4 separate regions of the Mus musculus genome follow, and all the other regions are linked to region 3. The links are chromatin contacts, called in public promoter capture Hi-C maps. All regions are on one chromosome and are shown on one strand. Each heading gives the region's core, a stretch centred on a gene start, on an enhancer-like site or on the middle of the called end of the contact. The rest is flanking DNA. Distances are from core to core; before and after follow the strand shown. Region 1 holds the start of Zbtb2 (zinc finger and BTB domain containing 2). Region 2 holds the start of Shprh (SNF2 histone linker PHD RING helicase). Region 3 holds the start of Ginm1 (glycoprotein integral membrane 1). Region 4 holds the start of Fbxo30 (F-box protein 30).

Region 1 (5,915 bases), core at 1,596-4,095, 3.4 Mb before region 3:
CCATTTATAGACACATTCTTACAAGTGAGCAAGGAGGCAGGAACCAGGGGACAAAGGTCTCTAATGCCTACTAGTGCGTCTTTCTGTCACACTTTCCACCTGTTTTTTTAAAAAAAATACGATGTTTTCAACAATTGGCCAGTTCCTTAGCTAGGAAAAAACAAAAAACATGGAATCCCAAGTTTACTAAATGAGAAACAATGTCATGCTTAAAAGAATTTACAGGCTGGAGAGATGGCTCAGTGGTTAAGAACACTGAATGGTCTTCTGAAGGTCCTGAGTTCAAATCCCACAACCACATGGTGGCTCACAACTACCCGTAATGAGATCTGGTGCCCTCTTCTGGTGTGTTCGAAGACAGCTACAGTGTACTTATGTGTGATATTAAATAAATCTTTAAAAAATTTACATTCTTAAAAATTATCAAGGTCTCAAATATCCTGACCAAACTAAAGCTGTTACTATGAATGTCCCCACCCCCAAATTTGATTTTTTTTTCTGTTTGTAAGAAACCATAATAATGAGAATTAAAATGTCCTAGGGTTTTTTTCTTCTTTGAACAGGGTTTGTAGTCCTGAAACTCATTCTGTAGACAAAGCTGGCTTCGAACTCAGAGATCTGCCTGCCTCTAAGACTAACACACTTGCAAAATGTATTCTAATTTCATGACTCTCAGAATAAAATGTTAGTTGTACAAATGCCTTGGTCTGGTGGTCAGGGTCTATACCGACAGTGTCAACCACGAAGGACACACAGACCATTTAGACACATTGAGTTCATCCCTTCCGATAGCCTCAAATCCATTCTCTCTCTCTCTCTCTCTCTCTCTCTCTCTCTCTCTCTCTCTCTCTCTCTCTCTCTCTCTCTCTCTCTCTTTTTGAGACAGGGTTTCTCTGTGTAGCCCTGGCTGTCCTGGAACTCACTTTGTAGACCAGGCTGGCTTCGAACTCAGAAATACGCCTGCCCCTGCCTCCCAAGTGCTGGAATCAAAGGCGTGCGCCATCACGCCCGGCAAATCAATTCTCTTTATGCCATATTTTATTAAAACAATACACCCTGAAGATGAATAAAATCTAGGCGCTCGCGCTAAGTGGGCCAAAGGTATTGTATGATGATGGTGGGAAAGAACAATACTGACTGGGAGAGAGACTCCCCGAGGTGTGATTAAGTTGTTCGAGAAGTTGGGTGGGAAGTTCTCGCAGCAAATAGCCTGTCAGGCACAAGATTTTTTCCTCTTACTGCTCGGCTGCGGGATCTAATTTGCAGGAGTCTTTATAACCCACTACCAGCTAAAAGCAACAGAAAGCTTGCACCCTACACAGCTTTCAATTGTGCATGCACTCTGATCTGTGAACGAACGGTCTGGGAGCTTGTGCTTAACGCCTGCAGCAACCCAAACCCCTAACTCCCCGGCACAGACTCTCCCAGCCTGGCCCAACAGGCAGAGGAGGGCGCGACCGCTCCGGCTGCAGCCCTAGGCAGCGAAGACCCGCCCAGGAGGCCTTGGCCCCGCCCCGCAAGGGAGGGGGCGGAGCGGGCGGAGCGGCGTCCGGGTCCGCCCCAGGGGCCCAGGGGAGGGGGAGCAACGCACTCTGGTCGCGCCGCTCGCTCGCTCGCTCGCCCCTCCCTTAGGCCCCGCACGCTCGCGCCCGCGCCCGCGCCCGCGCGCCCGCGCCCCGAGTCCCGCGGCGCCCAACACAATGCCGACGCCTACGCCTCGCGCGCGCACCGCCCCGGCCGGCGCCACGGCCCCGGCGCCAGGGGCGTGGTGGAGGGGCGGGAGGGGGGAGGGGAGGGGAGCAGCGCGCGCGAGAGCCTCAGACAGCGCGAGACCCGAGGCCGGAAGCGCGCGTGCGCGCCCCCGCCCGCGAGCGGGAGGCGGAGCCGTAGCAGTAGCGACAGCAGCTGTAGGAGCCGCTGCAGCTGGGAGACGCGCCAGAGAGGCCGGGCCTGCTCCGGTCCGACCGGATCCCTCCCCTCCCCCTCCCTGCTGCCTCCCCTCCCCCAAACCCACTTCCGCAGCTCGCGGCCTGGCCGCCGAGGCGGCGAAGACAACAACCCCGGCGGGAGGCGACGGCCGAGTACGCACCTGATGGGCCCACCTGGCGGGGCTCCGGCGCGGGACCGCTCACCGGCAGCCGCCCGCTCCGGACGCCCTTGGCCGCGGCGGGCAGCAGACACCGGCGACTAGGACCGGAACGCGGAGCGCCCCCTCCCCTTGCGCCCGCCCTCTCGGCTTCCGTCCCCTCCCCCTCCTGCGAAGCCCCGGATGGAGCGGCCGCGACTCGCCGCCGCCCGGCTGCCTGGATGGTTTTGTCAGGCGGCTAGGGCCCCGGCGCCTGGCGCCGTCGCCGCCCCCGCCCCGCCGGGGCCGCCCCCGCCCCGGCGCCCCGCGCGCTAGGGCCCGCCGCCTGCCTTCGCCGGGAGCCCCGGGACCGGGAGTCATTCGTCGCCTTTGTTGCCACGGCCGCTGCCGGAACCGTTTGCGAGCTCCGGCGGCTCCCGCCCCTCCCTGCTGCTTCCCGGAGCCCGGGCCGGGGGCGGCACGTGGGCCCCGGGACGCGGTGGCGGTGCGCGCTTACCTGTCGCCGGTGCGGGCGGCCGCGGCGGGGCGTGAGAGGGGAGGCAGAGCCGGGCGGCCTGGCCTAACTGTCCCCGCCGCCGCCTCTGCCCCGCGTTGCTGCTGCTGCTGCTGCTTGCTGCTGCCGCCGCGGTCGGTGTCTCCGGCGCGGCGGCGGGCGGCGGCGGCGGGGCTTTTCCTGTCCGGTTACGTTAAGGTCACATGACCGAGAGAGCGGAGCGACTAGTGCAAAGCGGCTGAGAGCGGCTCCCGCCGGGGGGGAGAGGCGGCGAGAGAGCAGTGGCGGCAAGAGCCCCTCCGCCCCCCCAGCCGCTCCCCTCCCCCCTGCCCGCCCGCCTCCGCCTCCTGCTGCTCTGCCGCCGTCGCCGCCGCCGCCGCCGCTGCTGCCGCCGCCTGCAGCTCGGCGCTGCGGCTTCCACCCAGCCTGGGCTCGCGGCCCCAGCCAAAGTTCTGCAAGCCATGTGCAGCTGAGGCGAGGAAACTTCTCAGCGGCCGGGCCCGGAGGCTGGCGGCCCGGCCCCCTTGTTTACAGAGTGTTTAGGTAGGACCAGTCCTGCCGCTGCAGACGGTCTTTTCAGGGGTGCAGAGGGAGACGCATGCCCGTTCTCCTGTCAAGAGATGCTTGACATCTCTTGGCTCTCTCTGCCTTTGTCCTTGGACTGCTCCGGGTTAGCTATTCGTCCGAAGATACGGAGTTGGGCTGTTGTTGATCGGTGCTGGCTGAAAGTCATACAGAAGTAGCTATCGTTGCATGTCCTGTGTTGCGAGGTCGAGGTGCTTGCTGCGTTGCATAGGCGACTTGTAGGCTAAGCTGTTTCCGTTAGGATTGAGTGGGATACTTCCCTGCGCGTTAAGCTTTGTGGTGCTTTGCGCTGTGTGCATTTGGACAGGACGATACTCTGGTTGACTTTTGGTCTCTTGAGGATCTAGTGGAGTAGAGTCAAGAGTTGCCATCCTGTGGGGTGTGTTAAAGGGAGATTCTGAAACAGGTAACATGGCGGGGGAATTGGAATGCCCTGATTGAACCTTCTTAAGGGTTTAAAGTTGACCTTTTATGTTTCCCTTTTGCTAGAAGTTGTGCTTCAGGTAGTACAGTTTTATCCCTTTTGCGTGCTTGAGTTAGTGGTTTACTTTACATAGCTTAGATTTTACGCTTGTTTGTAAATAAGTGCTGGCAGCTAACACTTGGCTTGCCAGCACAGAAGTCTGTAAGGACCTTGATGCCAAACCCGTTTGGTTTTGAAAGTCAGACTCCTAGCACAATGCTGTACACTGACTGTGCGTCCTAGAAACCTCGAGTGAGTGTGCTTAGCAATCCAGTTGTATGTACACCTACTGATGACTAATTTCTTCGAGGATGTAAACATCTGTGTAGCTGTAGTGTTGCCCAGTGTGAGTAACAGATCCCGTGGATACCTGCCTTGAACTTTCCTAGCCTTTGATCAGCTAGATGAATGGCTTGTAGAGTGCTTAAACGTCTGCGTCCACAAACGAGTCCTGACCGTGACCTGCGAGTTCTAGGGCATTATCAGTAAAACAGCAGTGCTGTCCTTCACACTGGAATGCTCTATTTCCTTTAGAAAGAGACCAACATGAATGTGATTTGTTGTGTAGAGAGAGTCATGGTTAAGGTTTTTAGGTTCTTCGTTCTTTCAAGTTGAGATTGTGGAGTTCTTTGTGAAGGTGGTTTGATGGAAGGACGTCTTTGAGACAGAATGTCAAAAGCTATGCAACTCTTGGCTGCTTTGGAACTTGTCACAATTCTATTTCCTTTGGGATGCTGGGATTAGATTATAAGGGTGTACCACATACCATCTCTCTGAGTCTTAAGGAATAGTTTGTCAGCACTTTGTAACAGTTTCACAGAAACAACCTGGTGGTAAGCTCTTACTCTGGTTCTAAAGACTTGTGCTAAGAGCACATATCCCTGTTCCCTCAGGACCTGCTGGAGCAATATGTTGTCTAGAGCATCTTGGTCTCCATAGGAGCTGCTGCTCAGATTGGAACTGGGCTGTTTTGCTGCTAGCTAGTTTGAAGTCATAGGCCAGCCTGCTTGACTCACCAGATGTGCAGGGTATTTGGGTTTTTAGTCCCCATTGTGGCTTAGTAGCTTAAGGGGACTGTATGGGCTCCGTGTGTTTTCTCCTACCGTGTCTAAGTGGAAGCGTTCACATGGGAAGGCTAGGGAAGAGCAGCCCTTGCAGAGAAGGATCAGTTAGTGCAGGCCAGGACAATGCCAAGGACACTCCTTCCCTCTCTAGGAAGTCTGCTTGACACAGAGTCATGCCTGCCCCAAGTTGGATAGAAACTTGTCAGTTTATTGCTGATTTGGTATTTTGAAAATACATCTAGTAAATTGGGAGCTCAAACTAGTTTTATTTTAAACAATACTAACAATCTGAGTGGATTTATCAGGAAAAAAAAGTTATGAGTATTCTGTGGAGTCTTGTATGTAGATTAAAGATTTGGTTTCTGTTGTGCAGAGATACTGCCATAAAACCAGGCATTTATTTGCATGTTTTGAAGAGAATAGTTCCAGTGTGACAGGGACAGTGAACAAAAAAATTAGTAGTTCAGTACTTACCCTTTAAACCCATGGTTTTGGTGAAAACTTGGTGAATTGTGTGTGCTAAGGTTGGAGGTAGAATTTCCTTTAGACATTGGTAAGAAAAGTTAACAGGAAGAGCTTGGTCATAAAGGTGACTAGAATCCAGTGCTGCCTTCCACTAGATGTCATGAAGGGTGTCCTGTTGAGTAACCTCTTAAATTAGGACAATGGTATGCTTTTGCATGTTGGACTTCAGAGTGTATGTGGCATGCCATGCCCTTTAGTGCTTTGAGATGGGGTCTTTCTGTATGGTCCTGAACGTCCTGGAATGGACTGTGTAGACCCAGCTGGCCTTGAACTTAGAGATCTGCTTCTGCTTCCTGAGTGCAGGGATCAAAAGGCTATGCTAGCATGCCTGTCTCATGCCCTCTGTTATATAATAAACATATGTTGGGAAAGATACATTTTAGCCAAATATGGCACATACCTGTAATCAGCTGTCAGGTTGAGGCAGCAGCGTTGCTGTGGGTTTGAGGCCAGTCAGGGTTACAGAACAAGATCCAGTCTTAAAACAAAAAACAACAAACCCCACAAATAGAGCAGACACAAAACCAAGTAATTTTAAGACTGTTATATTTATTTCATTGGCTGTATCATAGAAGTGTTAGGAACTACCTACCAGTTAGGGGTTGGTTACATCACTGTCCTTCGAGATGAATTCCCTATGCTTCAGAGAGCCGCAGTAGTTAAGGGCATGCAAATCTGTGAGAACTCACTGAAATGCTA
Region 2 (5,093 bases), core at 1,176-3,675, 3.4 Mb after region 3:
CTTTGGGGTATCATATTCACTCTCAAAGTGTTATGCCATTATTTTTGTAATTATAAATGTCATGCTTGAGGCCTTTAGAAAAGATTAAGAATATTTTACTTGTAGCTATCAAATTAGCATCACAAATATTCTTTCACAGGTATCAAAAATTCATCTGCAATACTCCCATTGCTTAAAGTTCTGAGGTAGTTGGGAAAACATGCCTTAGGAGGCGGCTTAGGGTTTCCGTTCCTGTGAAGAGATACTATGACCAAGACAACATTTACAAGGTAAACATTTAATTGGGGCTGGCTTACAGGTTCAGCGGTTCAGTACATTATCATCATAGTAGGAAGCCTGATAGTGTTCAGACAGGCATGGTGCTGGAGAAGGAGCTGAGAGCTCTACATCTTAATTAGAAGGCAGCCACCAGAGACTGTGTCTTGCAGGAGGCAGAGCTTGAGCGCTAGCAGATGGTTTGCTCATGTGGCTTATGGGGGGAAAAGCATCCTTGTAACCTAAAAGTATAAACTGAAACAGTAAATGATGGAGAAGAAACTGTAAAGCTTTATCAGGAGAAAGAGAGCTAAGATTGGTTATGGGGTGGGAAGGCAGAGCAGTACAGAGTAAGCAAACCTCTTATGGAAGAACATGGCCTATAGGACTTCCACAGCTAAGGAGAAATCGGTGAGTGGCTTTAAACTTTAATTACAGGATGACTTTCTTCTGGGGAAATAATTCAACTGTTGACTTTAGGTTGGAGGTAAATACTAAAGCTGTAAAGGTTCTGTGGCTCTTAAAAAGTGTATTGCACGTCCCCCTTGATGGCAGATTATCTGCTTAATAAGTGTTTTCACCGAATATTTTGAGCTCATTGTTGAGATACACTGCTCAGAAAATTAAAAATATATACATTATTTTCAAATTATTGCTTCTAGGTTAATGTACCTAGTTACCCCAAAGCTTCAGTGCAGGTGTCTAGTGAGATTGATATTCTTTTCATGGCCATGGAGCAAGGAGTCACTTTGGTTGTTACATCTTTTTGTTTAAGAAATACATTCTAGGGAGATAGCGGAGAGTGAGCTCAGAGGTTATGAGATCACTCTTCTCTTGCACAAGATCTGAGTTCAGCTCTGAGCACCCATATTGTGTGGCTCAGCCTTGTCGGATAGAGTAGTGATCTCTTTCTTTGCAAACCAGAACTTGTGTTTATTTTTAACACGTTTCTATAGGTGCCTCCTCTTCTGCCAGCCAGGAGCTTGACTGAGCAGCCATCAGCTTCAAAGCAAATCCTCTATCAAGAGAAAGGTACTGTGCTGAGAATTCAGTCAAAATATTTAAACATTTTGATATTTATACTCTGTTTAGACATGATGTATACTTACTGGACCACAACACAGAAACCAGAAAAAAAAATTAAAATTTTCTTAATTGCAATATTTATCACTATGGACTGGATCCAAGCCTAGCTTAGACATGATACAACACACCTGTATTGTTTCCAAACAAGGCAGCTGAGTTATATGAAAAGTGGGGATTCACGTGTAAGATCTGAGTGTGTCCAATAAGTCGGTTCTCCTGTCTGTACTATCATTAGATTATTTACCATCTACTAGGTGGTAAGACACAGTATTTTCATGAACAGATGTCTCACAACAGGGAATTTCCAGAAAGCCAAATAACAAGCGAACCTTTTCCTCCCCTGGAATTAGCTCTGGTGATTACAAAACAACCAAACAAACAAACAAAAAAAAAAATTACTCCACAGAAAAAAATTCGAAGGACATACAAAGCACTTGGTAAACACACTATTGAAATCCTCAGAGGAGAGACTTTTATGTCTACTGAAGATAGAATTCTCCCTTTGGAAAAGATACTGGGAGGCCTGCTTCAGCATAGCTGTATAATTTTTTTTCTCTTAAAACGTTTAAACATTTAAAGCCTTAGTAATTTTCTTGGCAAGAATAAATTTCTCTCTGGCTTCATTTTTCTCAGTTCCTTTTGAAGACATCGTCTCTGCCTTTTTTTTTTTTTTTTTTTTTTTTCCTTAGCAGATCGAATTCTTTTGGTTTAGTGGATTAATTGTATATTTGTTTGGGTATTATAATTGCTCAGCATCGTGAATTCCGTTTTATGTAACTTTCTGCCTTTTTATGAAAACCACAACTCACATCAAGCCTACCGCTCTGGCAAAGAGCCCCGCCCTCTCTGGCAAGAGGTCCCGCCCCTTCTTTCGGGCCCCGCCCATCCTGCATTTGCTAAAGCCACGGGAGGCGGGGAAAAGAGAGAGGCACAACCACCGCGAGACTTAAACCGTCTTCTACCGGGACCTCAGGGACGGGACATGCGCAGAGGTGCTTTTTGAAGCCAACACCGGAAAGAGGGGCGGAGCGTCCCGACTGGTCCTGCGCGTTCGCCTGGAGCGAGCGCTCCTGCTGGCCTCCTCAGCTGGCGCTGGCGGCTTCCGGCCTGGGTGCCAGGCTTCACCCAGCGTGCAGCGCGCATGCGCAACTCCCGCAGGTGAGTGTGGCGACTGTGGGCCCGGGATCTGCAGCCTGCGAGGAGGGCCGGGCCCGGCGACAGGTGCCTGCAGAGCGGCTGAGGTAGGTGAGGGTGCGTGCGGGCTCTGGGGTTAGAGTCGCGGCGGAGGGAGGCTGGCTCTGCGCGTCAGGGAAACTCCGAGGGCTCCTGCGCAGCTCCGGGATCCGGAGTGATCGGCCCTGCGAGGCCCCGCGGCTCGGCCCCAGCCCGGACGTGGGCCGAGCCCTTCTCGCGTGGGACGGGTGCTTGCTGCCCACGCTTGCGTGCTGAGGCCCTGTCACGAGCTGTCCCTCCGGCTCCTTCTTCGAGGATAACTTGCCTTGCAGGCTGGCGGTGCGTGGGACGACAGGTAGCTGGGAGGGATGCAGAGGCCGCCAAGTTAGGCTGGCAAACTCTCAAGCATTACAGTCGCCTGCAGAAGCGCCCTGGCTCCTGTGCATTGTGTGCACTTTGACGCTGCAGGTAGCGCTAGGTTGGTGAACGAAGATGTTGGTTTCTGGTTAAGGTACCCTGTGGGAGGAACGGTATTGTTTACAGTCTTGCCTTTTCACCGTGGTGCCTTTTAATCCACTTGGCTTGAATTTATCATGGCAAGTCTATGTTTTTCTCCTACGTGTTTGCCTTTGCTCCTGTATTTGCCTAGGTCCCATGATCGCTAACACCACTTTATTCTTTGTCTAAGCTTTTACTCTTTGTCTCAGTTAGGGTTTTACTCCCGTGAATAGACACCATGACCAAGGCAAGTCTTATAAAGGATGACATTTAATTGGCACTGGCTTACAGGTTCTGAGGTTCAGTCCATTGTCATCAAGGTGGGAGCATGGCAGCATCCAGGCAGGCATGGTGCAGAAGATGCTTAGAACTCCACATCTTCATCTGAAGCCTGCTAGCAGAATACTGGCTTCCAGGCAGCTCTTGCAGTCACACACTTACTGCAACAAGGCCACACCTATTCCAATTGGTCCAAACCTTTGAATAGTGATACTCCCTGCCAATCACACTGTTAATCCATAAAACTAGTGTGTGTGTGTGTGTGTGTGTGTGTGTGTGTGTGTTCTTCCCTCCTCTGTATAAGGATCGATCGAAGTTTTGTTAACGCTTTGGGATTGTCAAGCTCATTGGAATTAAAAGAGCAGTGGTGTGGGGTTAAATACAACTAACATGTGAGACAGGCATTTATTTCTGATGTAGTGAGAGGTTTGTCTTCCTAGTTGTTGGCCATCAAGTATAGTATTATAATTTGTCTTCTTTAATGGGATTGTTTCTTAACTGAAAATTTCTACCAAACATGAGTGAAACTGTCACAGCATTTGATACATGAGATCATGGTTAAAGTGTTTCTTACCTGTTAGTTTTGTCCTTGAGGTGACCAATTACCAATCCCTTCTGATGGGAAGACACAGTGGGGTGTTCTTGTTGCAGCAGCTTGGTCACACCTTGTTGCTCACACCTGGGTAGATAAGAAAACAGACAGGATAGGAAACAAGACTGGTCCCCCAGGCTCAGCAACCAGCATCGGACTCCCTACTCCTAGGCCCCATCTCAGTTCTGACATGTAATCTGTGAGGAGCTTTTATAGCCAAAGCACAGCAGCTATTACTTGACTTAAGTCTTCTTATCAATTTACCTATTTTGAAGAGTTCACATTATATAACAGACTTAAGTTTTGTGTAAGGGCTACTGAGGAATGTGCCTAGTATCACAGGGTTATTGTTAAGATAAGGAACTGGGTTAGGATGTGCTTCATGAAATGAGGATATTTTCACTGTGAATGAAAGTCAGAGTCTTGTGTGTGAGAGTCCTAGAAAATATCCAGTAGAGGAGTGAGGCCCAGCCTAGGTTTGTGCACATTAGGGCTGTAAGCCTGAATATTGCAATGTTTATGTTTTTGTTTGGAACTATTTCCTCATAAAAGATATATCACCTCAGTGTTGGTAACCTTCACAGCAGATGTACATTGTTAATTTTCCTGGAGTCTAGATTTGCAGTTAGCCAGAGGCTTTAACCAGACTTGACTGTATGGACTCTATTCTCTTAGTTTTCCTGTCTTTATCCTGCCTCACACCAACTATTCCATTTGTCATTTAGAATTCACATTTACTTATCAAGAAAGTGGAAGCGTGAAAATGAGCAGCCGAAGGAAACGTGCTCCCCCGATGAAGGTCGATGAAGAAAGGCAACAGCAGCTTCACTGGAACATGCATGAGGACCTGAGGAGTGAGCCGCTCACCATGACGGTCGGGGAACAGGCCTGTTCAGATGCAGACTCTTCTTCTGATTGCATCATCATCGATGAAGGCCCTCCTGAGAGTGCACTTCACAGAGATAAGAAGAGGCGTTCAGAGACTGTGAGCGTCTTAGAGGCCACCGAGGAAGAGACCCGTTTGTCTGTGACTTTGAATGTTACAGTTTCTCCCTATCGTGTGGATAATTCTTGGAAAGCATTTCTGGGAGATTTTGCTCTTCAGCTTCTCCCCAAAGAGAGTTTAGTTGAACATTTTTCTGAAAGGACTTTTACATTGAGTCCTTCAGAGTCAAGCAGTCAGTTCCTGATCTATGTTCATTCAGAATGT
Region 3 (5,413 bases), core at 268-2,767:
TTACATATTGAAAATAAACTGACTGTGCGGGCAAGTTCAAATATTTCTTGGATTCAGAAGAGATGATGAAGAATCTCCAAAATTCTAAAAGAGAGGAAATAAGTCCATATCTCTATAACTTTACAATCACCCAGTATTTATTTGGTTTCCGGGTGCTTGTCCGCACAGTTGCTATTTTACCCAGAAGAAATTGCGGCTCAACTACAATTTCATATACAAGTGTGCTTGAGAGTTGCAAGGTTGTTGCTACTGCTTTGTGATTTCTGTATTCAAAAGAAGAGTTCTAGCATAATTCTAAAACATTATAAGCAGAATAAAGAGCTGGAGATGGCTCAAGAGTTATAAAAGCACTTGTTGCAAAACAGGACCATGGGAAACACTGAATCCACAAGGTTATCCTGTGACCTCCATTGGTGTAAGTTCCCGATCCAACACCACATATACACAACAAGTAAAGTTTTAAACATAAAAAGTGACATTTATCATGACAGTCACTTCTGTCTTTAGTGTGTTCCTACCACATAAGTTTCTTGTCATTTGGGGAAAACTCGAATTTTATAATCTCTAAACTTTCTCCTACTATACTGAAGAAGGCCAATGTGGCAACAAGAGTAAATCATGGGCTGGCATTTTGCAATGGCAGGGTTCTCACAGTAAGCCAGGAATCTGAAAGACTTGTGACCTTAGAGCGGTTGAATCTCGTTCCCCTGGGATGTTGAAGAAACTCATCTCCGACCCATCACGCAGGAAAGGACTGCTCCTCCCACCCACCCCACCCCCACGACCACACACACACACACACACACACACACACACACACACACACAAACACACATCCAATAAAAAGCCCATCCGGGAAGCGATAGACCTTCAGCCTCCCTCAGTCGCTAGCCCGAGTGGCCCCGAGACCAAGAAAGGCACTCCCTCCTGGTCGCGGCCGAGCAGACACAGGTGGCCTGGAAAATTGCTAATTGGGCAACACAAACATCTTCAGGGCCCAGGACCGGGCGCTAACCCAGGAAGGAGCCATTACAAACGACCGAAGTCACTAGCGATCACGCATTTTCGACAGCAAAACCTGGCAGGATCCGAACCGATTCGAGAGGCGCTAGGAAACTCAAGTTCGATGGCCGCAGTCTTGACCACACTTTCAAGGACGCCTGCACGCCTTCCTTGCGTTCCCTTTCGGGGGACCCACCCCACCCGGCATCCGGGAAAGCCCCCCCTTTCTCTCCCGGCGGCCAGACCCGGTCCAGCCCCGCACTCTCGGCTGTCCACCTGCGGGAGGGGGCAGCGTCACCCCGCCCGGGCTCCCGGAGGTCCAGGCAGAGGAGCGGCTTGTTGCGGACGCCCAGCCCTACCTGCGGGGCTGTGGACGGCGGCCTGGGCGCGTTGGTGGTCAGCCATCCCGCGGCTGGCAGCGCTATGAACAGCAACAACCGGACGGACAGCGGCGCCGACAGGCCGCCCTCCATCTTGGACAACACCGGCCCGGCGCGGCGGGAGGTGAGGGCGTGGCGGTCCGGGGCGGGGCGGGGCCTAGGGGAGGGGAGGGGCTGGGGGGCGGGACCGACCCCTCCCAAATGGGGCGGGTCGACCGAGCTGCTGGGGCTGCGCAGGCCTTTGACGTCTATGGGCGGAGCCAACTTTGTGAGCGTCCTCCGGGAGTTTGAGATGAGAAAGGGGTTTTCTCCAAACAAGTGCAATTCTTTACGAAGCCTTTACTTTTGGAGTGTGATTTTGTTTTCTCTTTCGAAACAGGATCTCGAAACAGTAGCCTAGGCTAGCTTTGAACTACTTACTGATCCTGCTGGAATTACAGAAGTGTGCCACCCTCTCACCTCAACCTTGATGGTACTTTTTCATTAGTATCAATATGTCGATATACTTACAAAAAAATGAAACAACTAGTGTCTTATAAAATGTCAGGAATGATAAATAAAAATTTAGCACTTGGAGAGGTACCCGCTTTTTCACTGGCTCTCACTATGCAGCTCCAGAACCCTCTATCTACACCAAGCTGACATTCAACTTGTGACAATTCTCCTGCCTCTGCCTCCTGAGTGTTGAGATTACAGGCAAACACCACCATTCCTACTGACTCATAAATTGCCACCTCTGGCTACAGGTGAGACTTTTGTTTGTTTGTTTTGTTTTTGTTTTTCGAGACAGGGTTTCTCTGTATAGCCCTGGCTGTCCTGGAACTCACTTTGTAGAGCAGGCTGGCCTCGAACTCAGAAATCCACCTGCCTCTGCCTCCCACGTGCTGGGATTAAAGGCGTGCGCCACCACTGCCCGGCCAGGTGAGACTTTAAAAAGTTTATGAAGTACTGGGCCTCCGTACAGCCCCAAGTATCTGATTCGATTAGATTGCACTAGAGCTGGGAAAGTGATAATTTGTCATGGGTCAGGGCTGAGGACCTGGCCCTTACCTTAAATGTCCCACTGTACTTTTGGCGTCGAGAGAAAATGCCACCAAATGAAGCCCGGTTCACATGTCTCCACATTCTGCTCCATTACTTTCCTAACCTATGAAATGAAGGTGTAGACCTTTCTTTAACCTGTTAATTTTTAAAATTTTATGTAAATGAGTTGTAAACCACCATGTGGGTGCTGAGAATCAAACCCCAGTCCTTTGTAAGAGCAATAAGGGGCCTTAACCGCTGAGCCGCCTTTCCAAACCCTTTTTCTAACCCTTTAGCTTGTATTTATTGTGGAGCAAGGTGTCATGTGGACGTGAGAGGACAACATCCGGGGGCCAGTTCTCCGCTTCTGCCATGTGGCTTACGGGGATCCAACTCAGGTCGTGAGGCCAGCTGGAAAACAATTCTGTCCTAATCGCACTGAACTTCAGGGAGGGGCTGGAGCATATTGGCTGGGGAAGAGTAGGAGACCGGACCCCAGCCAGGAGGTTACTGAGAAGCCCTCAGCCGTGGTGATTTCCCACCATTGCCCTGGGGTCCCCACACTTCTGTTACTAACCCCTCACATGAGTAAGCCCAATAAACCCAAGGACTTCCTGGGCGAATGCTGGTGGGATTATATTTTGGTTTGTCATAGACCTTAGAAGTAGGGGTAGATGCTCACAGCTCCCCCGGGGAAGGAGTTTTCTTAATACAGGATTGCATACCGATTGACACGTAGTTGTATGTATGGCCTGTTAGGTAGAATAAGAAATTTATTTAGGGGGCTGGTCAGATGGCTCAGTGGTTAAGAGCACCAACTGCTCTTCCAAAGGTCCTGAGTTCAAATCCCAACAACCACATGGTGGCTCACAACCATCTGTACAGTTACAGTGTGCTCATATACATAAAATAAATCTTTTTTTTTAAAGAAATGTATTTAGTTTTTCTTTGAAATAAAACCTTTGCCATAGAAAGGATTTTTTTTTTCAGCTTTTGAAGCCATTTTCTCCTACTACCTCTGCCATATGCCTTACTTCTAGGGTACAGTAAACTGCTAGGTAGCTCTCAGATATTAGTAGGTCATTAAGGATGGATCCCCCCTCCTTCATAATCAGCAGATGGTAAATCCAGGAAATGAAATTGCTGAACTGTGACTACTAAATGCATGAGCTCTGCTGGAGACACTGTAGCAGTCTAGAATATTACTGTTTAGCTGGGGGTTTTCTGGTAAAGCACAGCCACATCACTGTCCCCATCCTTAGCAATGAATCCACCTCTCCCTTGGTACAGTGCTTCAGAGCCCTGGGTTCATTCCCAGCATTGACTGTGGGCCCATCAAGATGGTTCGGCTGATAAAGGCTCTTGCTGCCAAGCCTGAAAACCTGACTTTAGCCCTTGGAAGCCCACATGATGGAAGGAGAGAACCAACTCTTTGCAAGTTATCCTCTGATGTCCACATACCCACTGTGGTACAAGTGTGTACACACCTCACACACACACATGTAAATAAATAAAAGCAAAACCCAAAACCTGGGTGTGATAAGGAATATAATTCCCATCAGCTCAAGGTCATTGTTGGTTACATGAAACCTTGTCTCAAAAAAGAAAAGAAAAAAAAAAAACTTGAGTTAACCAAAATGGGCCTATCAATTACCTGTACAGGAAAACCATCCCTCAGGAAAGCTATCTCTGGTCTTTATCCACCCTCACCCTTTGAGAGTGTTTCCTTTGCAGTGGTTCTTTGTCCACTTGTCAACCTTGAGAGTGCCCCACTTTACCTTGCAATATCTGTACACGACATTTGTGTGTCTTGGAATTCTTTTTGACAGAGGTAACATGGGCAAAGAGGAGACTAGGATGAGATTCGCCATAACAAACCTAAGAAGGACTCGTTAAATGTTCACAGTGTTTCTCTGTGTAGCCCTGGCTGTTCTAGAATTCACTCTACAGACCAGGTTGGCTTTGAACTCACAGACATCCACATGCCTCTGTCTCCCAAGTGCTGGAATCAAAGGTGTGTACCACCACAGCCCAGAAAATGTTCACTTTTTAGCTAAGTTCTCAACCACTATGAGGTACTGTACATCAGTACTAACTTATTGGTGGATTCTATAATGAAGGCCTACTTACTTCTCTGGTCATCTAAAACTACTGGCTATTACACTCTGTGATAAACTTCTGGAATTAAAAATGAGTCTAGAGAACTAGAGAGATGGCTCAGCAGTTAAGAGTGCTTGTTGCTCTTCTAACAACTGATTGGAATTCAGTTCCGAGGGCCCAATGTAGGTGGCTCACAACCACCTGTAGTTTTAGTTCCAAAGGTTGTAAGGCCTTCTGACTAACACATGCAAACACACACACACACACACACACACACACACACACACACACACACACAAATAAATAAATAAATAAATAAATAAAAAAAATAATCCAAGTTCAGAAAAAGACAGGCATGGAGTGTGGAATATATAGAATATATGCAAAAGGTCCCAAAGTACATGTGTGTGACAAGGTGGTAGGGAGAAAAGGCCGCTTGTTTAGCAAGAGAGCTCTTCCTAGTATCAGACAGTCCATTCTTTATTTCACTGTCTCTGCTCGTGGCATGAGCTCCGGGAAGGAGCAGCCAAACTTTAAAGCATGGAGCCAGCTCAAATAGATTCTCCTTGGCACTTATTCTTTGGACAAAGGAAAAAAAAAAGCTAAGTAGTTAACGCTGATGAAGACCAACTTTATCATCTGTATGGCACTGCTTTCTTTGGGTCCCATTTTATTACATGCACACATGAATCCCATAATTTGAAAAAATAAAATTACACAACTATGATGAGCTAACAATCCCCCAACTGTGACTATACCTCGTTAAAAGGTTCTGTTCACTTTCTATTCAGAAGAAAATGGTTTCATCCACCTGACTTTGACGTTCATATGCAAAATCAAGAATTAACTTGGCAGTTGCTTATGAATAATAAACCCATCAGTATTAGTGCAGTACATACTTTGATCTT
Region 4 (5,640 bases), core at 955-3,454, 3.5 Mb after region 3:
CTGGGTATTAATATCTAATACTAATCCCAGTTAGTATTACTATCCCGGTTAGTAATGCCTATTCTCTCATGGCTTCACAGCCGCAAATCTGCCTTTACCCACTCACACTTGTCTCTAGCCAAAGGTGCTTTCCTTAATTAGCACATGACTTAAATTTTACTCTTGACTTTTCCATTGCTTTAGCCTCAGGCTTTCCAAATACAGGCTGGTGGTCTAACTGGGCAAGAAAACCTTTTCAAATTAAAGGTGCTATTAGCCTTGACACTGAATAAATGGAAAAACAATTTGTCAGGATTTGTTTAGCCAATTCAATTTTCTCTGAAAACTCCTATCTCTTATAGTTCAGTCTTGCCTGCAGGCTTTATGACTGTGGTCTTATTTTAGCTAGTTTTGTGTATGTATGTGAAGCCAAGGACCAACCCTAGGTCCATTCCTCAGGAACCATCTAACCTACTTTTTGAGAAAGGGCCCTGGGAAGCACTCATAACCACCACTCCACCTGGCTTTTTACATAGCTGCTGGGGATGGAACTCAGGTTCTCTTGCTTGCTCAGCAAAAACTTTACCAACCTTCCCGTCCCATAGTTTTTATAGCATCCCACCATGAAATTGACCTCTAGAAAAAAAATAGGGTACGTATTCTTCCTAAGCCGATGCAAGACTAATTTAAGAACGTGGTAGGGGGGTTGTGCTCCTCTCTTTAAAGAGAGCAGACAGGTCAAACCTGCTACTGCTTATTTGTTTATTTTAAATTGCCAAAGTACCTGTTGCTTTCTGGGTGGCTAAGCCACATAAATGGTAGTTTTGTTCCACAAGTCTAGCCCAAAGTCCACATATACTTCCGAGGACATCTTTGAAGACCTTTGATTCCTGGTAGTCTCTGGTTGCCACTTATGGAAGAGCAGAGGCTTCTGTTTGCCCTGACTCCTACTCAGCTTGAGGTGGGAGATGACCTAGTGTCAACTAGGTGATTTAGAGAGGCAGAAAGCCCCAAAGTACAATCAATCAGTATGGGAATGTTGAAGCTGTAGAGAGCCTTTGGGATTCCCTGCCGCAGTCCCCTTATTTTGCGGAAGGGGATGTAATGGAAGGATGTGTGACTCAATCGCGACCACCTGTCATGCACAAGCAACTCTCCCACCATTTCATCTGTCTGCTTCACTTTTCTTACCTGGCCCCTTTGGGTCTCACGCTCTGGGCTGACCGAAAAGCGCCTACCTCCTACAGCCAAAGCAGGCAAAAAAAAAAAAAAAAAAAAAAAAAAAAAAAAATACAGCGTCCTAAGCACCCCACATATAAGCACTAAATATTTCAAAAATCTGAATGTCTTCATTAAACCAAACCAAACCCCTGACCTTTACAGTGTGCTCAGTCTTAAGCTCCCCAGGGTTTTGTGTAGTTGTATGAAAGTGCTGGTTTTTAAGGTGAAGGACGGTGACTCTCGTGAGCCACCGTTTCCAACAGCTGGGGAGTAAAACTGCAGTCACCAGAACGGCCACCCAAGGGGGTTTTCTCACCTCCGCCCCTCCGCCAGCCAGGGCCAAGGCTCCTTCACGGTGGCTTTGAGGTGGGAGTTGGCAGGAGGCCTCCAGACGGGGTGGGCGTCGGTGACATCACCGTCCCTCAGCCTCACGCCCGGGCCTGGCGGTAGTAACGGGGACGCCTACACGCGGGGTGTGTAGCCCTGGATGGCCACGGGAAAGCTCCGGCCCTAAGACGTTTCCCAGAAGCCGCGCCGCGCCCTCTGGAGGCCGCGTGGCTCGCCCCACCGAAGCCGCCCGCCGCGGGCTGACGAGCAGCAGAGCCCTTACAAGGGGAAACGGGTCACAGAGCAGAGCGGTCACCGAGTCACAGGGCTCGGGCACGTGAGGTGGTGGCAGTTACCACCGACAACGGGGGCTGACCTATTTCCTGCGAGTGCGCGCTAGGAGGACGGGTCGCGCTCCTGGGCCTGCGTCCTCCACAGTGCCACAGGGGCTCGGAGAGTCCTTCCAAAAACAAACAAAAAGCAAAGGCGCGAAAGGCGGACCCGGCAGGGAGCACCAAGGGAGAGGCTGCCCCGTGGGTTCTCTGCGCTCGGCCTGACCGGCACAGGACAGCGTGCGCATCCTCGCCCGCTGTGCGTGCGCGTGCCCGCTCACCCGCTGCCGGGCCGGGGGGCGGGGCGCAGCGGGGCGGGGCGGGGCGCGCGAGGAGGGCGGTGGCGGTTGGAGGCCGAGGAGAAAAGGCGGCGGTCCGGGCAGGGCGGAGGCGCAGAGGATTGGGACGGGACGGGCCCCGTGCGTGGTCCGGTCCGGTGCGGGGACGCTGCGGAGCCGCCGGGCGCTAAGGCCAGAGAAGCCAGGGTTTGAGCGGCGCTTCGGCCCGCGCGGGCTGGTGAGTGTGGCGAGGCCGCGGGAGGCTGGCGCGGGGACGCGGGCGGGCGGGCGGGCAGCGGCCCGGACGGCGCGGGCCCCGGGGGCGGCGGGGCCGGTGGAGTCGGCGCAGTTCAGAGGCTTCCGTCCGGCTGGCCCCGTCCGGGTCGCGCCCGGCCGCCCGTGTGGCCTGCCCTTGAGGCTCCCGGCAAATGGCGCCCCGACCCCCGGGGACGCGGAACCGGGTGAGACCCCCACCTCCGCCCCCACCCCCACTGAGCGCAGAGGAGCCCCGGGGGACCCCGGAATGCGTGGCTCGCACCCTCTGCCTCGTAGGGACTTGAGGAGTTTGGGCGCAAACGGGTTAAAGGACGGCGAGGCATCTCCAAGTGTCTCCGCGGGATAAGCGAAGTTGGTAACTTTTCCATTCATGGAAGTGAGAGGCGCGGAGGCTTAGCTGTGGCCCTGGTTAAAGCGAGACTTAGGGATCACCCCCCCCCCCCCCAAGTTCCTGGGTTCCAGCTCGTGGAGTCCCAGATTGGAAGCAGGACAGGGAACGCACGGCGGATTCAAAGTCACTCGGGGATTACATTTTAACCTCGACGGAGGCCTGTGTTTGCCGCGTTTCTCCTGCTCCCCTCTCCCTTCTTTGAGTCCCGTGGTAAATCCCGGATAAAATAGATGCTTGGGAAGGAATTGACCTTTTCTTCCATGATTGCTTTGTTGACTGTGATCCAAGATGAAGTTATTTACGGGCATTCTGGTATCAAAGAGGGTTAACGTTTTTAAAACGAAGTCTCAAAAAGTTTCTGAGGTTCTTTTTTTTATTTGTTCCCTGCTAAATTTCAGGCAAAGTAAGTTACATTAACACGCTCTGCACGCTTTTATGTTAGTTTTCCCAAACAATCCTGTGTTGACTGACAAAGAGACAAAGGATACCATGAAGTATCCCTGTTTGATTTTTCTAAAGCATACAGTTTCGTTGAATCACTCTTCTTTATGCTTAGTCACTGTTTCTTGCTGTAGTAGTTTAGTTGAGGACAACATGTTTTGCTAACTTCTTAGATCACCAGTTTATACCCGATACTTAACATAGGGACATAAGCTTTTGTGTGTGTGTGTGTGTGATTCTAGAAATAGTAGGTGTTTTATGAATGATATAAGAAAACTGGAACTCTAATATTTCTGAATGTTTAGATTTAGGTTTAAAGGGTTTTTTGTTTATTTTTTGTCTTAAAATATAAAATACTTAAATAAAATATTCTTTTAAAAGTAATATTGCATAAAATAATTGCTAACACTTCCCATATGGCTTGAGAGGTGCTTTAAGGGCAGACAAACAGGCTTTAGTTAATGTGTTTACTGTTTGATATAGCATGTTTCTAAAATCTAACGCTTGGATAATCTTCTAAATAAGATTTTAAAACTGCTGTTTATTTAATAAAAGGAATTACTCTTGCTGGGCATTTTCCTGGAGAATATTTTTGCATTTATGTATTCAGTGATAAGAATTGTAAGTTTAAAAGGCTGAATAAATATTACATTTCATATTAGTTACGATGGGATAGAAGAGGGTCAGCTTGAAGTAGTTCCTATATGAATAGGAAAATGTTAGTCTGAATACACCTCCCTCAAAATGTGGGTTTTTTTTTTTTTTTAAACAAAATAGGTTGGGTTTTTTGTTTTTGTTTTTTGTTTTTTTTTGGTTTGTCTTTTTTTTTTTTTTTTTTTTTTTTTAACAGAATGGTTAATGTTAGCACTGGGTAGAGTGGTTCCTCATATAACAGTAAACTTTATAAATTTAAGTAACATTTAAAAGTAGTTGTATATAAATCTGGCTATTGTGTAAAGCAGAGTGACTCCATTTGTGAGTAACTATATTTACTGTTGAACACAGAAATAACTGTAATAAACTTTCAGAAATTCAGTATTGCTTTCTAGGTCCAATAATTGCCTCAAAGTCAAAAGCTGAGGCTTCCTGGAAGCCTCTTCTTGCCATCTTAGACTGAGTCCTTCCTGCCGCTTGACTAGATCTGGTTCCATCTATGTATTCATTTAAATAGGTTCTCATCTGAGTATCATTTAATTTCTGATCCAAGTCCATGATTTTTTTTTCATTTGTGTATTTAGGGGAGAAAATTGTGAGTAGTTAAAACTTTTATTTAAAAATTTTTAACCATGACCAGGTTTAGAAATGACAGCTGTTTGTTTTGATTATATTACATCTGGAGGGATAAGAACATGAACATAAATTTCCATCTCGTTAGCTCATTTTTATATAAAACCAGAAGCAAAGTTTAATAAAATAATTAGAATATAACTTGTTTAGCCATGTGCCTGGTTAGCCTCAGTTGTCAAGTTGACAAAACCTTGAGTCTGAGAGAAGAAGCCTCAATTGAGGAATTGCCTAGGTCATTCTGGCCTGTGAGGCTGTCGGTGCTGGACTGTCTTTAATTGATGTAGGAGGACCTAGCCCTCTGTGGGCAGTCCCATCCCTAGGTAGATGGCCCTGGACTATTTAGGAAAGCTAGCTGAGCATCGGACAGTGAGCAAGCAAAAAAGCAGCATTCCCTCATGGCTTCTGCTCGAGTTCCTACCGCCTGCTCTGGATGCACTGTGACCTGGGAGTGTCAGCAGAAGCAGACCTTTTCCTCCCTGTACTTGTTTTTGGTCCCCGTGTTTTATGTATTGCCTCAGCAGTATAATGAAGGTAGAAAATCAGTGGATTGGGTGTGTGTGCACCATGAGTTGGGGATTTGGTGGGAATTTTAATTTTCCTCATGTGGAGTGGTGAGGCTTTGACCATTCTCTGTTTGTTGTGCTTTGTTTTTACTGTGCTCAATGCAGAATCCAAGCCCTTGCATCTGGTAGGCAAGTGCTCTACTGCTGAGCTCCCTGTCTGGCCTCCACCACCATCACCATCCTTTAAAAGCAGATAAAATAACTGAGGTATAGATTTGTTAACTTCAAAACTAAATGCACCTATTTGATTAGTGGGTCAGCAAGTACTTCTGTTTATTACGTACTAGTACCTCTGACTATACAAAAGATAAGATTTTTCTTAGACAAATTAGACAAGACTGCTTCCATATCAGCCTTACATTAGAACATGTTAGTAGAATTGTTTCCCTAATAACACACACATGTGATGCTAAGCAAAGGCTACGCTGATGCCACTTCAGACTTTGAGGTCATTTTTCTTCACGCCCTGCTCAGGCCCCTGCACGTGTACAGGCATCAACCAATACCTTTCTTTTCAAACCTAGAGCTTTTCCCTATATTCAGTT

What was found. Promoter capture Hi-C pulls out the DNA fragments that hold promoters and counts their contacts.
Region 1: a contact with region 3 is called in a promoter capture Hi-C map of pre-B cells, with 4 times the contacts expected there. The contact joins the promoter of Zbtb2 here to the promoter of Ginm1 in region 3. A contact is called at or near these places in 2 of 39 promoter capture datasets (cranial neural crest and pre-B cells).
Region 2: a contact with region 3 is called in a promoter capture Hi-C map of pre-B cells. The contact joins the promoter of Shprh here to the promoter of Ginm1 in region 3. A contact is called at or near these places in 2 of 39 promoter capture datasets (liver and pre-B cells).
Region 4: a contact with region 3 is called in a promoter capture Hi-C map of liver, with 7 times the contacts expected there. The contact joins the promoter of Fbxo30 here to the promoter of Ginm1 in region 3. A contact is called at or near these places in 2 of 39 promoter capture datasets (liver and pre-B cells).

What each region holds. Positions count from the first base shown.
Region 1 is chr10:4,385,263-4,391,177 of GRCm38.p6, forward strand. It overlaps Zbtb2 (zinc finger and BTB domain containing 2), which reads right to left and starts at 2,846. Exons shown (of 3, transcript NM_001033466.3): 1 at 2,583-2,846.
Region 2 is chr10:11,147,005-11,152,097 of GRCm38.p6, forward strand. It overlaps Shprh (SNF2 histone linker PHD RING helicase), which reads left to right and starts at 2,426. Exons shown (of 30, transcript NM_001077707.1): 1 at 2,426-2,582; 2 at 4,609-5,093. The coding sequence starts at 4,647.
Region 3 is chr10:7,779,400-7,784,812 of GRCm38.p6, forward strand. It overlaps Ginm1 (glycoprotein integral membrane 1), which reads right to left and starts at 1,518. Exons shown (of 8, transcript NM_001346750.1): 1 at 1,362-1,518. The coding sequence starts at 1,475.
Region 4 is chr10:11,279,126-11,284,765 of GRCm38.p6, forward strand. Fbxo30 (F-box protein 30) reads left to right here and starts at 2,205. Exons shown (of 3, transcript NM_027968.3): 1 at 2,205-2,375.